Regions from separate parts of the Sus scrofa genome. Here all the other regions are linked to region 1. A link is a contact called in public promoter capture Hi-C data. All regions are on one chromosome and are shown on one strand. The core of a region is the stretch at or near the end of the contact, and the rest is flanking DNA. Distances in the headings are between cores, read along the strand shown.

What was found. Promoter capture Hi-C pulls out the DNA fragments that hold promoters and counts their contacts.
Region 2: a contact with region 1 is called in a promoter capture Hi-C map of liver, with 2.3 times the contacts expected there. The contact joins the promoter of RPUSD4 here to the promoter of CDON in region 1. A contact is called at or near these places in 3 of 5 promoter capture datasets (fetal liver, fetal skeletal muscle and liver), 5 of 47 Hi-C or Micro-C datasets (embryonic fibroblasts, epiblast stem cells, fetal skeletal muscle and 1 more) and 1 of 2 datasets of contacts at active chromatin or transcription factors (skeletal muscle).
Region 3: a contact with region 1 is called in a promoter capture Hi-C map of liver, with 2.1 times the contacts expected there. The contact joins the promoter of PUS3 here to the promoter of CDON in region 1. A contact is called at or near these places in 1 of 5 promoter capture datasets (liver) and 1 of 2 datasets of contacts at active chromatin or transcription factors (skeletal muscle).

The regions. Positions count from the first base shown.
Region 1 is chr9:53,177,159-53,181,570 of Sscrofa11.1, forward strand. CDON (cell adhesion molecule-related/down-regulated by oncogenes) reads right to left here and starts at 1,723. Exons shown (of 20, transcript XM_021063103.1): 1 at 1,285-1,723.
Region 2 is chr9:53,307,798-53,312,645 of Sscrofa11.1, forward strand. It overlaps RPUSD4 (RNA pseudouridylate synthase domain containing 4), which reads right to left and starts at 1,395. Exons shown (of 7, transcript NM_001244957.1): 1 at 1,140-1,395; 2 at 618-783. The coding sequence starts at 1,325. FAM118B (protein FAM118B) reads left to right here and starts at 1,401. Exons shown (of 8, transcript XM_005667489.3): 1 at 1,401-1,521.
Region 3 is chr9:53,026,432-53,030,773 of Sscrofa11.1, forward strand. It overlaps PUS3 (pseudouridylate synthase 3), which reads right to left and starts at 2,120. Exons shown (of 5, transcript NM_001244722.1): 1 at 2,092-2,120. It overlaps HYLS1 (hydrolethalus syndrome protein 1), which reads left to right. Exons shown (of 3, transcript XM_013979548.2): 3 at 1-876. It overlaps DDX25 (ATP-dependent RNA helicase DDX25), which reads left to right and starts at 3,019. Exons shown (of 10, transcript XM_021063099.1): 1 at 3,019-3,106.

The sequences.
Region 1 (4,412 bases), core at 473-2,972:
AGTATGAGGCAGTTTATTTCCACATGTGCAAAACAGAAACTACAGTATCTGGTGCCTCTCTGGGTTCCTAAGAATGCTTTCTAGTTAAGCACTAATTTAAATTTTCCAGAAATTTTCTGGAGTTTTCTTTCATCTCTTCCTAAAAGTTGAACTACCCCCACATTTTCAGCTAAAATAGATTACCCCTAAAAATAAGCTATAAAATGTAATAGAACGTTTAGAATTATTCTGAGGATAAACCTATTTCATTCTTCAGCCCCCTCCCCATCCTCTCCCAGCAGACATAGTATGCCAAAAGTCAGCTGAGGTGTCTGAGGGCTGTAGCATCAGTGAGGCATGGAATCAGAACTGGCCTCTTTGACTGGCCATTGGTCTGAGACTAAATCTCATGTTACCTTTTAGTCCAATCTTCTGCTTTCTCAAGGTGTCTGAATTAGGACCCAGAGGTTCTGTTAATGAGCTTCCCTAAATTCTAGATCTCAACTGGATAACAGCCTGCCCTTAAGGCACCTGCCACCCTCTGGAGTCCGGACTGGGAAAGGCAGGCATTCTATAGAAGGCTCCTTTGGAGAGCCTTCCACCTGACTTGGTGAGGTTAGGGAGAACAATGAAGGGAAGGGCGAGAGAGCCTCTCTATCCCCCTCAGTGATTTATTACAGAAATCCCTAGATGTGGAGAGAATGCAACAAAGGTCTGGAAGCTGCGGAGTGAAATAAATGGCGAGCTGCAGTGTATTTAGCAAATGATAATGCAATCCACAGAAAGCTTTACAGAGGAGAAGGAAAAATACGCTCCCTGGGGCTGGGAAGTCACTGAGTCTATGAAGGCAGAGAAAGATACATTGTGCAGGAAATTTCTCTTGATTCTCCCTAACCATAAATCACTGTGTCTGGAGGGCGCTCTGCGGGATGGAGGTTGAGAGAGGCGAGGGACCCCGCTCCCTTGGGAAAACATGCTGGCGCCCCAAGCTCCCCGCTGTGCTGCATCTCACCTGCCCCAGCGGATCATTGTCAAAGAGATTTAACAGTGTCACTGACACCTCACCCCGCCTCCTCCCACGAGGAGGCTCAGAGTCCCCGAGGACTGGGGACGCCTGAGCTCCCCGCTGCGCATCCGTCAGCTGCCCTCCCCAGACCCCGCAGGCAGCCTGGACCCCCACGACCTCCGGGGCATGCTGGCCCGTCCACTCTCTGACCTCCACCTCCCAAGCCTCGTGGCTCCCAAGCCCGGTGTCCCCAGGCCACCCCTCCCACCGACCCTTAGGTGGGACCCCCACCCCCGCACCTCTGAGCGGGGCTGGTTAAGCCCCCAGACCTCCTGCGCGGCAGCCGGCTCCGAGAGCCACCCCCAGGTCATCCCCCGCGCGCTGGCGGCGGCTACGGCGGCGGCTGCTGTCCGAACGGGCCCCTCCATGCACCAGGCAGGGCACCGGGAGGGCGCGGCGCCTCGCACGCCGGAGCGGGGACGCGAGGGCAGGCGGCGCGGAATCCCGGTCTCCTCACACGGAGCCGCGGGAGCCGGGCACCCGGGATTCAGGGGAGGGAAGCTGAGGAGAAGAGGGGGGAGGGCGGAGTCACTGGGGCGCGCCCCCGCGGCCGCGCTCCTCCCCCGCCCAGGCGCGCGGGCGCGTAACCCGGCGGGCGCTGGGCCAGCGAGGAGCACGCGAGGAGCGAGAGGAGGGAACCCGGCCGCGGAGGCCGCAGCTCCCCGACGGCCCGCGCCCGGCCGGAGGGTGCGCGCGCAGCCTGCCAGATCAGCGGCGGGGGGATGGGCCGTACCAACGTGACGGGGGGGCGCTCTGTGCAGGCCCTCCTCCCAGTCCCACTCCTGCTTGCTCTACAAGAGACCCCCCCCCCCAGGAAAGGAGAGGATAGTTTCTGCTTTATTTAGGAAAATGAAGATGAGCTGCCTTGGCATTTTCCAGAGTTTTCCATATGGCTGCACTCACTTTCCCCTCACCTTTGCTTCCCCGAGAGAGGCGTCATTTCGGGCCGGTCCACTACTGGTCTACACGCTCCCGGGTTTCCCCGCTTAGGCCCCGCCCCTCACCCATCCACCTAAGTTGTCTGAGGAGCCAGCTAGTCCATCCCTTCTGTTGGTGCCTACCTGGTATCTCTTTTATAGTTCCAACTTCCCGCCCCTTTTGGTTCCTTCGCGTTTTTACCACTTTCTGTGTTTAGATTCTTAGACAGCTTCGTCTGATTCCCCACCACACTCGCCCGGCATTCACATACGTGCAGGCAGGTAACAAAACTTCTCAGAGACTAGCAGAAGCTCAGTGTCGCCTGGTCCAACCAGCACGGCCTTTGGCCCCAGAGTCTTACCACTTCGTCCTTTGGACGTGCCCCAAGTGATCTGATCCCACTGAACTTCAGTTGTTCAAAAAGAAAAAAGGGGAAAATAATTTCTGTTTAAAAGGTTGTTGCGAAGCATAAATGTGATACTTGGTAGAAAGCACCTGCCACTGCGTGGACATTCAAGGACTGTGACTTCTATATAATAATAATATGTATTATTACATATATGTGTATTGGGTTTTTTTTTTACCATCGTCATTATTACTTACTATTTAACTACAAAAACAGCCCTAATGATACTCACAGTTCAAAAACACTCAGTACTGAACATCAAAGAAGCATGACAGTCTTCCTTACCTTTTTTCTTGAATTTCACAAGCAAATTTTTGAAAGTATAGTGGTGTTCAGACAGTTTATTGTTTTGCTTTAGCTATATCCAGGGTCTTTAGGAAAGCATAAGGTCCTAAGAAGGACAGTACAGGAGGATAAAAAAAAGAGTTCTATTTCTTTGTTTTCTATTGTTCCATTTTTTACTTATTTAAACTGAGTCTGGATGTTATTAACTTAAGCTGTATTAAATGATTTTTCAATTAGCAAATAAGATGTATAAACATTGAAGATTTATCTAAATTGAGATTTTTGTGTGAATGGAATGGAAGTCTTACAGGTTTTTTGTGGCACTCTGCAAGAATCCTAGCTGCCCTATACGGCAGCTGTCCTATTCCAACCCTTCCAGGTTCTACTCTTGGGGCCCCCATTGATTGTGGGCACCCCCAAACCTCACAATGTCATTTGAAAATCACTATGCCTATTACTCATAATCAGACCTAAGAAATAATCATGATGTTTGTGAATACTGAGTAGTCCCTTCTGCCTTGTCTGTAAAGTAGAGAAATCATTTTGGGGCAAATAGTTTTTTGTTAATGAATCATCCGTCTGTTCACTTACAAGTGTAAACACTTTATAAGGACTATTGAACACCTATTCTATGCCACTGCCAGACAAAGAGGTACACAGAGAAATATGACACAGTCCTATGCTTCGAGGGGCTCACAATCTAATTGTGATACTGACGTATACATGGATAAGTACATTAAGACATCTTTGGTCCAAAGAACAGGCAGGTGTGGGAGTACAGGGGCAGTGTTGCCAACCCAGTCTAGAGTTTGGGGAGAGTGGGAGGGCAGTGTCCCAAAAAATGTCTCCCAAGGGAGTTCTCTTGTAGCACAGCAGGTTAAGGATCCAGCATTGTCACTGTAATGGCTTGGGTCGCTGCTGTGGAGCAGGTTCAATCCTTGGCCCAGGAACTTCCACACGCTGTGGGTGTGGCCAAAAAAAAAAAAAAAAAAAAGGAAAGAAAAGAAAAAGAAAGAAAGGCTTCCCAAAAGAAGTGACCCATGAACTAAGCCTTAAAGGACAGTAGAGGTTGGCCAGGGACAGGTGAAAGAATGGAAGGACAGTCTAGGCAAGAGGACATTATGAATAAAGGCGAGACACAGCAGGGCAGCTCAAAGGAACTGCAAATTCTTCTTTGTGGTAGAAGTGTGAGGGGTTAGGTAGAGATCAGTAAGGGAAGGCACCGTGAAAAGAAACTGAAGCCAGATCACAGTGGCCGTGCATGTCATGCCAAGAAGCTGGGATTCCATCCTGTAGGCAATGGGGAGTCAATACAGGGTTGTAAATGGGAATGTGATATAGCCAGATTTATGTTTAGAAAAATGACCCAGCAGCAGTGATAAGGACAGATTTAAAGAGGCAAAGCCTGAGATCAAAACATCTAGAAGCTTCTGAAGCAGTTCAGGCAGTCCAGTTGGATTAAGACAATGAACTAGGACAGCCATACAAAGGTAAGAAAAGAGGAGAAAAGCCAGAGACAAGAGGGAATCTTGGTTAGACTTGGAATCTGATTGCATGTGGAAGGTAAAGAAGAGAATGGGCCTTCTAGCTTGAGGGGATGGTGGCCATCCCCCTACCCACATGGTACCTGGGAAGAGACTGATCCTCTGCACGACAGATAGATTTTAGGGGAACAACGCTGTGTTTAATTTTGACGCTTTTGAATTTGAGGTGCCCTTGGAACTTCCAAGCACAGGTGTCCACTAGATGGAAAAGTCC
Region 2 (4,848 bases), core at 145-2,644, 130 kb after region 1:
TTGATTTAATTCCTTATCTTCATGTACAACCTTCTCCATACCGCCCCCTGAGCATTTGTTCTTCTAGCCTGGAGTGAGTCAGGAAAGATGGATTTAAAAAAAAAAAATTGCACTTGTGAAAAGGATTTTGCTAGGGGAAAACATGTTTTTGGCATTTTTCTATATCAGTCTTTCCTGACTCACTCCAGCTGTCTCTAACAACTACACAGAACCTTTATTCAAAATCATTACGTGTCCATTAAGTTCTAGACACCCTGGGGTTTTGTTAGGTATACATCAACACACAAATTATGTCCTCTTTCCCAGTTTTGATGGAAACTAACTTGAAGGCAAGAACCACACAGCCTTTGTACTTTTTCTATAGCAATCCCCACTGGAGGTCTGCAGACAGCAAATTCTATAAATCACTGCTAATTGCCAGAAGTCTGGAAGGTGGGGACTGTCTTATTTATCTCTGTGTCCTGGGTAGTGCCTTACATAGACAGTACCCCGCAAAAATTTGATTATTTTGAAAGAGAGACTTCAGAGAGCCCCGGAAGTAAAATCAGTAGAGTTGCCCCTACTTAGAGCAGAAATCAGCAGCAGGGCCCCCCCTTCCTTTCCCACGTGCTCCTTACCATGCACAGGGAGACCATAAGGCTTATTGATGACCAGCAGGTCCTTGTCCTGGTGGACAATTCCTCGGCTCAGCGCCTTAGCAAGCACATTGGGGTGGACTCGCTGCAGCTGCTCTGTGAACCGCACTAGTTCTCGTACTCTCCGCTGAACAGGGTTCGTGGGCACCTACAGGGAGAGAAGGAGCGACGGGAAACGCCTGGTGGGAAGGACCTTCAATAAGTATAAGAATTTGGGAAGGGAATGCCTATACTTGTGCCTTAGTCTCGTGCTTTCCCCGAGTAATCTGAAAGCAGGGGTGTCTTCCTTGTACCCATGAAGAGCTTCGGGCCGAAGTCCGCAGGAACCAATGATCCAATGCACAAGAAGCTACAGTACACTACTGCCTTCTCCCCTTCGCTTTCTTCCCATTCGTCCACCACTGTCCTCGACTTTTACGTGAGACCTGTCCGAAGACCTCCCTCCCGGCCTGGGAAACCAGTGAGCGCACTGCCTCTTGGGAGTCGTGATCCTTCTGGACTCACCGGCCCCTTCGCCTTTTGTTTCTCTTTCTGGGCTCGGAGCCTCTCTGCCAGTTGCTGGGCATCCATGGGCCTAGAGGCGGCAGCAGCGGAGCAAAGTCGCTTTGAGACGAAAGTGAAGAGACTCCCCAGACACTGTCCGGAACTCCGGACCCAGAAACCTGGCACACAGCAACTGGGCACCGCCATCTTGCCGAGAAGGGAGGGCCAGCTAAAACCCAGGGCAGAAGAGGGACCAGAGCGAGGCGGGAGTGGGTGTGTCTTAAGGTCACGTGGGGCGGGCGGGGGCGGGATTCTGGCCGAGTCACGTGGGGGCGGTACGCGCTAAGTGCGGCTGCGCCGGCCGGTAGCTGCAGCTGGAGCGGTGGCGTTTGGAGGAGACGCGGTGAGTGTGTGGGGAAGCCGAGCTGGGGTTTGTAACTACCGGTACTTTAACGCCTTGACGTTTCTACGTCCCAAGAGCTTACCTTCTCGGAGGTGCCTGTGTTGGGAAACCGTTTCTCCCTTTGGGAGACGAGCCCACTGAAAACCACCTCCCCGCCCCCGCGCCCTGCAGAAACGATGCCCCATAAACGCTCGCTCCAGAGCAGTCTTGGGCGCCCACCTTGACCCTCCTGGCAACCAGGTCCCAGCTGTTCGGCCAGTCCCCGGACGTCGGGTCCCCGTTGCTTTCCGCTCGACCTTCGGAGACGCGGGATCTGAAGCCTTTCCACCCCTCACCTCCTGACTCCCAACCTCTTTGTTTCGCGTTGTAACTAGTCCTCTCCAAGGGTGATGGGGAGCCCTTCCGTTATCCAGGTCCCATGTTTCCTTCCTAGGGAGCACCCTGAATTTCTCCTGCCTTCTTGAAGAATTCATTTCTTGGATTGCGTCTTCTCACCCCCACCCTCTTCCTACTCCTTCCCAAGGGAAGACAAAGTACAGAGCACGAACCTTCTCTTCTCTTTTCTGCTTCCTTCATTTTTCCCCTCCGTGGTTTGCAACCGCTCCAGACCCTCTCTCCTCTTACAAGGTGCAGTGTTTGGAGTCCCATGCCCAAACTGCTAGCGACTTCACTAAGTCAAGACCGTCTGACTTCATTAAGGGGTGGCAGGGAAAAGGAACCATCTGGTTGGGATGGTAATGTTAAAAACACCTTGGGACATACCTGCCATTTGTTAAGAAGAAAGCTGACGCCGAGCGCAGAAGGGATGTCAAAAAATTAATGGATCTGTGCTGACGATAGAGGAAACAGTTTTTGACTCCTTAGAAAGAAGGCTGCCTGAGAAGTTAGAGGAGGTCATGGAATTAGTTTTACCTCCTACTCCTATAATAGGGTTTGGCTGAAGGGAGCCATATTGAGCATGAAACAAAGTTGGACAGATAAGTGGAGCCAGCCAACTTGAGGAAGAATTTGAACTAGAAGTGATTAAGTAGGGAGGAGTCTTTGAAGCTTCTGGAGTAGGAGAGAGACTCCTTGAAAGAGGAATTTTCAGATTGAAAATGTGAGGAATTTGATAGCAGGGCAATCAGCTAGGATGCTGCAGTCTAGGCTGTCGGTAGTAAGGCTTTGCTTCCTTCAGTGGTCTTTTTCCCTACACTGTACTATTCTTTGAGATTGAATTTGAGTTGAATAGATCAAGATGTACCATTGGCAGCTGCAGTTGAACTGTGAGTCCCTTAAGGACTTACTCATTTTTTCATCCCCACATCTGGTACAGAGTAAACTCACAAATCTTCCTTAGCTGGCTAAAGTGCATCGTAGGCATGCATTAGTTGTATCTGAACATTTTGAATTGTCTAATTTTTGTCCATTTTTGACCCGAAGAATGGAGGTAGGACTACATGTGTTTACAAAGGGGATGGGGGAGAAGACCTGTGTATGTTTCTGTAGTAAGAGATGTGATTAGGGTATAAATGTGAGGAATTCCAAAGGGAATTGGGAAACGTTCCTCTCTCCAACTGTTTTTCCAACAGCAGATTCTCAGGAAAGATGGATTTATAGAAGTCGAGAATTACTACCTTTTACTAATATGCCCCAGACTTTAACTTAACAGTTGCCCATCACATGTTATGTAGGTACATGAAGCCTCCTTTCCAAAGACTCTGAAACTTGGACATGAGGACTTGAATTAATGTAAATTACAAACTTGGACATGATAACTTTAATGGGTTTGTGTGGAGGCTGGGAGAACCTATTTCTACCTTAACCTGTCCTTAATGGTGTTCATGAAGTGATTCCTGTTCCTGTAGAATTGGCCTTCGGTGGCAGGAAATAAAATGAAGAGCCAACTCAGATGTCATTGCTGGTGACACAGAGCTGTGTTCTTGGGTTTCAAGTTAACCTGGGGCATATACTATAGTGCCTAGGAATAAAAACACTGGTCACTTTTCTTCTGAAGGAAGTTTTAGGTTTTCCATGTTGAAACTTTGTAAGAGAAATTTGGTGAATTCAAAGTTTTTGTTTGCATAGTATCACAGTACAGCTTTAGCCAATATAGATGCAGAAGTTTCTGTTTCCTTAATGTTTATCCTATGAGTCTAGGCAGTTGTTGATTGGAAATCAAGTTGCTCTCAGTACACAAAAATTTATGGAAACATATATTGCTTCCTTCCTCTTCCTTGTTAAGTTGAAAACCTGTTCTAGGCAGTTCATTTTTCCACTTCTACACCCATCTCATTTTTTTTTTTTTTTTTGGTTGAGGACTTGTCTGATACATAGATTTTGATATATCATAGTATGTGCCCTCAAAATAACTACATGAAGAAAAACTTGCTAATTTATTTTTAAGGATATTTTCTAACCTGTGCAAGAACAATAAATCCTCCTTTTTATTTCATAAATACAAACAGGGACTGACTAATAAAGGAACTTGTGTTTCAATATCACAAATTTAAGGTTAATTAGTGGCATAAGGTTAAATTCTAGTTCCTTGAACAATGATTTGCTAGTTACACATTAACCAGTGATTCATTTTCCCTGAGGAGCAGGAAGTACTTGGATATTGTTTTATGGTTTTAGGGAGATTCAAAGAAGCAATTAGCAGGAGCTCTCTGAAGGTGCCCTGGAAAATGCAGTTATTGGGAGCTGGGAGATCTGGGAACTAGACTCAGATCAGCTGCTTGTGAACTTGAGCAAATAATTGGGGCTTCAGTTTTTTTTGTCTTTTAAAAGAAGATCCTTACCAGCTCTAAGCTTCATATCTTCTATGAAGATTTTTCACTGACACTTAAGTATTTCTCTTTCTTAGCAGGTGGAATTTATTTCAGACTTAGCTTAGATGCTTTTAGCACTGGCACAGAGAACCAGGATTTTGCTCTTGTCCCTACAGTTTAATCTTTTTTTTTTTTTTTTTTTTTTTTTTGCTCTTTTGAGGGCCGCCCCCACGGCATATGGAGGTTCCCAGGCCAGGGGTCAAATTGGAGCTGGCCTGGGAATCTACACCACAGTTCACGGCAACGCCAGATCCTTAACCCACTGAGTGGAAGCCAGGGATCAAACCTGAAGCCTCAAAGTGCCTAGTCATGGATTCATTTCCGATGCATCATGGTGGGAACTCCCTCCACAGTTTAATCTTAATCGCACTGAGCTGACATTTATGTTTGGGGGTTACTTCATTGAGTGCTGCTGGAGTAAGATTTTAGAAAACAGTGGTATTGACCTGTAACATCAGTGTAAGCTCTTGTTTCCATACCAGCATTTCAGAGAGATTCCACTGTATTTTTGCCCCTC
Region 3 (4,342 bases), core at 870-3,369, 150 kb before region 1:
AAATACTTCCCAAAGTAAGATGATCTCAAACCTAGGTTATGATTCTGCTTCGAATCATACTTGCTATCAAACTCTCACCACCTAAATAAAGAGAGCCTAAAGGAAAGAACAAAAACCTGCCCTCTTACACACAAAGTGAGGAATGTAACGGCACAAATAACCTTCATTGCTAAAGGAATATAGTAAATCCAGCTGTGTTAAATGATTTTTGATAGATGATCAAAAGATTCTAACCCAGGTTTTCTCTCATGATTATTTAAATAATATATTCCCCTCCATTTGTTACTTCTAGAATACCATACTTTTTATAACTTGCCCCTGAGATTTTCTTAGAAACCATGTCTGTCACTTTAAGGCTGTTCTCACTCTGTGACAGAACTTCAAACTCCTAACAGCTGGAACCAGATGCAGACATAATAACCAAAATGAATCTGGCCTATTCATTACAAACAGATCCAAGTTAAGGTGAACAGAATTAGTGAGATAGGATCTGTTCTTTTTTTGTTGTCTTTTTAGGGCCGCACCCAAGGCATATGGAGGTTGCCAGGCTAGAGGTTGAATCAGAGCTACAACCGCTGGCCTACGCCACAGCTCACAGCAATGCCGGATCCTTAACCTGCTGCTCCAGGTCAGGGATCAAACCTGGGTCCTCATGGATAGTAGTCAGACTCGTTTCTACTGAGCCACAATGGGACTCCTCTGCCTTGTTCTTGACGCTTCTAGTCCAATGAGGAACACCTAAAATCTGGAGATTGTCAGTTTTAGCACTTAAGCCAGAAGAGTGACAGCAGGCATAGTGGGTTATTCAAAGAAAAAAAAGCTGTGTAACAAAAATGAATGACCTTAACCATCTAATAAAATACATTTTCTCTGTAATGTTTAAGTTATCATTCATTCATTCACCAAGTTCCATTATTAGGCATTTAATCAGAGAAAGAAATAATCAGTGACTCAAAGATATATGTAAGATACATTCACTGCAAATAAGTAAACACTGCAAACTACCCAACATTGGGAAGCTAATGGAAAAATGAAAATTAGATGAAACAAATAGGTTACAAATCATACAGTATGATCTCAGTCATGCTGTACATCCAAGGCATAAATAAAGATCAACATCTAACTCTGGATGGTGGGATTAAAGACAGTTTTTATTTATACCTATTTTTTAAAAATTAAAAGCCATATGGCATTTAATAATCACAGCAATACACTCCAATAATTTACCTTCTTCATATAGATACACAAAAATCTCAAAGCCTAATGTCACCAAATCACAAAGTTTCCAAAGTGATTATCTAGTTCAAACCAATATTTAATCAAAGAACTAGTCCAAAAGGGTTAAGCAGGCAATAAGACACATGTCAAGAAGCCTCCTGACTCAGTACAGTGCTTTCACCAGCACACCACACCCTTCTGAGGGTGAAGTACAGTGGTTCCCACGCGGCCACATAATACCTGGAAGGGGGCCACCAAATTACTACAAAGCGGGAATTGCGTGCATGACTGTGAACACAAAACAGTCATCGCAAGAGTTTCAAAGTATTTTTTTGAAGTTAAAAAGTTTTAGTACAGAAAATATTAGTAACTAATGGAGTAAAAGAAAACGCATTCTCCATGATAAACTTATTTTAAACCAAAAAAGGGAGGAGGAATAATATTCAAAGGATTAGGAGACACGTGCTATCATCACTAATAGCAACTCCCCTCCCCCAAAATTGGAAAAAAGTTGCTATGCCTCCTCACCCCATATACTACCCGATGTCGACCTCTACTAATATTCCGTTTCATGAGCAAAAAGAATTGTGAGGCAGAAGAGACTTACTTAACTCCGAAGTTCCAGGGCTCTCAAAGAATCGAATTAAAGAAGCCCCTATTGCTGCACGTTTCTGACAAAGAGCACCAAAAAGCCCTAGACACAAAAACACAGAGTCTTAAGCAAGGTCCCATTTTCACACTCAAAAAGTGTTTTCCTGAAAAGACCAACGTACAAGAAAGGGGGTAGGGAAAGAGAGACCATCTATTTGTCCACTTGTCCGTTTCTCTTTGTATAACCCAGAAAATCACCCACCCCAAAACCCACACGCTCACCTTCCGCTCCTCCGCCACGCAGCTTTTCTAGAGGCAGGAAGCAATCATTTTGCGTCTTCTACGCGCGCGTCCGAGGTCTCATGGGAAATGTAGTCCACCTTTATGGGAAATGTAGTTCTAAGAGCCAGGAATTCCCGCTTGAGGCTGAAATCTGCCTAATGTTTTCTAGTTTGGCCACCAACAAGGCAGAATCTAGGGCATGCGATAGGATAAGAGTAAAAGATAGGATTAATTCTAGTGTGCTAAAATAACAGAAAAGTAAAATTTTCAAATAGCCGTTATCTTTACATGAAAACTGAAAGAAACTGGCCTGATTTTATAGGTACTTAAATTAGTACAAAGTTGCTCTTGAGAATCAAAAACATTTACAATTAAATTGAATCCACATGAAAAGGCTGAAAAGAAATACGACGATCTCAAACGATTGAGATGTCTGAGAGTGACCAGAGATGGGGAGTCTTGCTTCAGCACCACGGAGAGATCATAACACGGTTTTTGTTAGGACCAGAAATGCTGATCCAGATCTCAAGATTCCAGTTAGAAAACTGGAAGAAAAATAAAGTCCGGTTCTTTTGTCCAAATTTAGCAATCATTAGTGCAAGGAATCGATCTATCTGCAAGGATTACGCAGGTACAGGTGGGAGGTGAAGATTGTACCGAAAGGAAAACCGTTTTCTCCGGAGTACTTTAGCAAGAGGCACCTATCAGAATTAAACTGAAAAAACCAGCCTGTGGAAACATTACAGGTATCCAATAACAGGGACAATAGCTAGAACTTGAACGAGTTTACTTCCTCTCTGCATCTGTCGCATTCGAATGCATTTGTCAGGTGAAACACACCCATTCTGAGTCTCCACTTTCCTATGCAATTCGCTAGGCTTTCTAACACCTTGCAGTGAAGAAACGGAAGTTTGGGGGGTAGGAGGACGCGGGCGTGAGAGCTTGAAGTATGGTGCAGGGATCCTGCCTCACCACCAGGAGACTAATCTGTGGAGAAGATGGTGGGGTAAGAGAGGTAAGACTCTCGAATCTGTGCAAAGACTACTGCCTAAGGCTTACAGTCCTGCTACTGTTGACTTAGCATAGGTCGGCCGCAGGTGTGCTTTCACAGCGATAGCGTCCAGGCCGGGTTTCTAACGCCTGGTGCAGGTAGGGGGCTGATCCAACAGAAACCTTGCTGCAGGAGGATCTCTACAGCCCGCTCCCTCGGCCTGCGCCCCACCCCCCACTCCTCTCCCGACTCCTCCCACTTCCCCAGAGCTCCCGCGCCTGCGCGCGGCGGGTGTTTTCCCTATACCCCCGCGCCGCCCTCAGAAGAAAGATAATTGGCCGCTGGGTGGGGCCCGGCACCGCCTCGCGCCTGGTGTGGTCGCACGTGCTGGGGCGGAAGCCGAGATCACAGCTATGGCGTCGTTACTTTGGGGAGGCGACGCCGGGGCTGCGGAGAGCGAGCGGCTGAACCGCCACGTAACCGCCAATGAGCCGGGGAGGGCAAGGGGGCGGGGGCTAGAACAGCACTCTCAGAGGAAAATGTGCAGGGGAGGGGAAGGGGGAGCCCCGCTAGCGTTTTGGAGTGGGCTGTCAAATGGCAGAGGGGAGATGTGGCAAGGATTTGGAAGAGGCCCACGGGAGAGGCGACCCTGAGAGAAATAAGACCTTTGGTTTGAAAGGGCAAAATGAAGACACCTGCGGGAGGGAAAGCAGCTGGTAACCCCGGCTAGACGCTGAGTTTTCTGCTCTCTTGATTTGACATTGAGCCTCAGTAGCTTCCATCTCATCTACCAACTCGCTTTCTATCTACCATACCTTCTGCTGTGACTCCCAAGGAGTGTCACATTTAGACTAGAGGCTAATAAAGAGGATCTTCATTTACAGGGGCAGCAGAAAGTCTCCAGTTTTAGGATAATTCATATGGGACACCTCTTCCCGAAAGGAATTCATTAATACGTAACATTGCAAAGGAAAAAGTATTGGCATGGTCTTCCCTGCCTCCCCTCTGGCCCCTGTTAGGGGGTAGCACTGGGCTGCTTGATGGCTTGCTTCCTAAGGTTGACTGAAATTTGTATCTTTCAATAGTTTTCAAACCTCATCCACCCCCCGAAGAACCTTCGGGGTATTAAGAATACTACTGTCCCAAACGTAGGTGAGTAAAGCAAACTGGCCTCGACTCATTAAAAAGCATTGCTTTCCTCATGTCCCTGGCAACCTGGGCTCCCTTAATTTAACATTCAAGGCCGACCACTACTTTCAC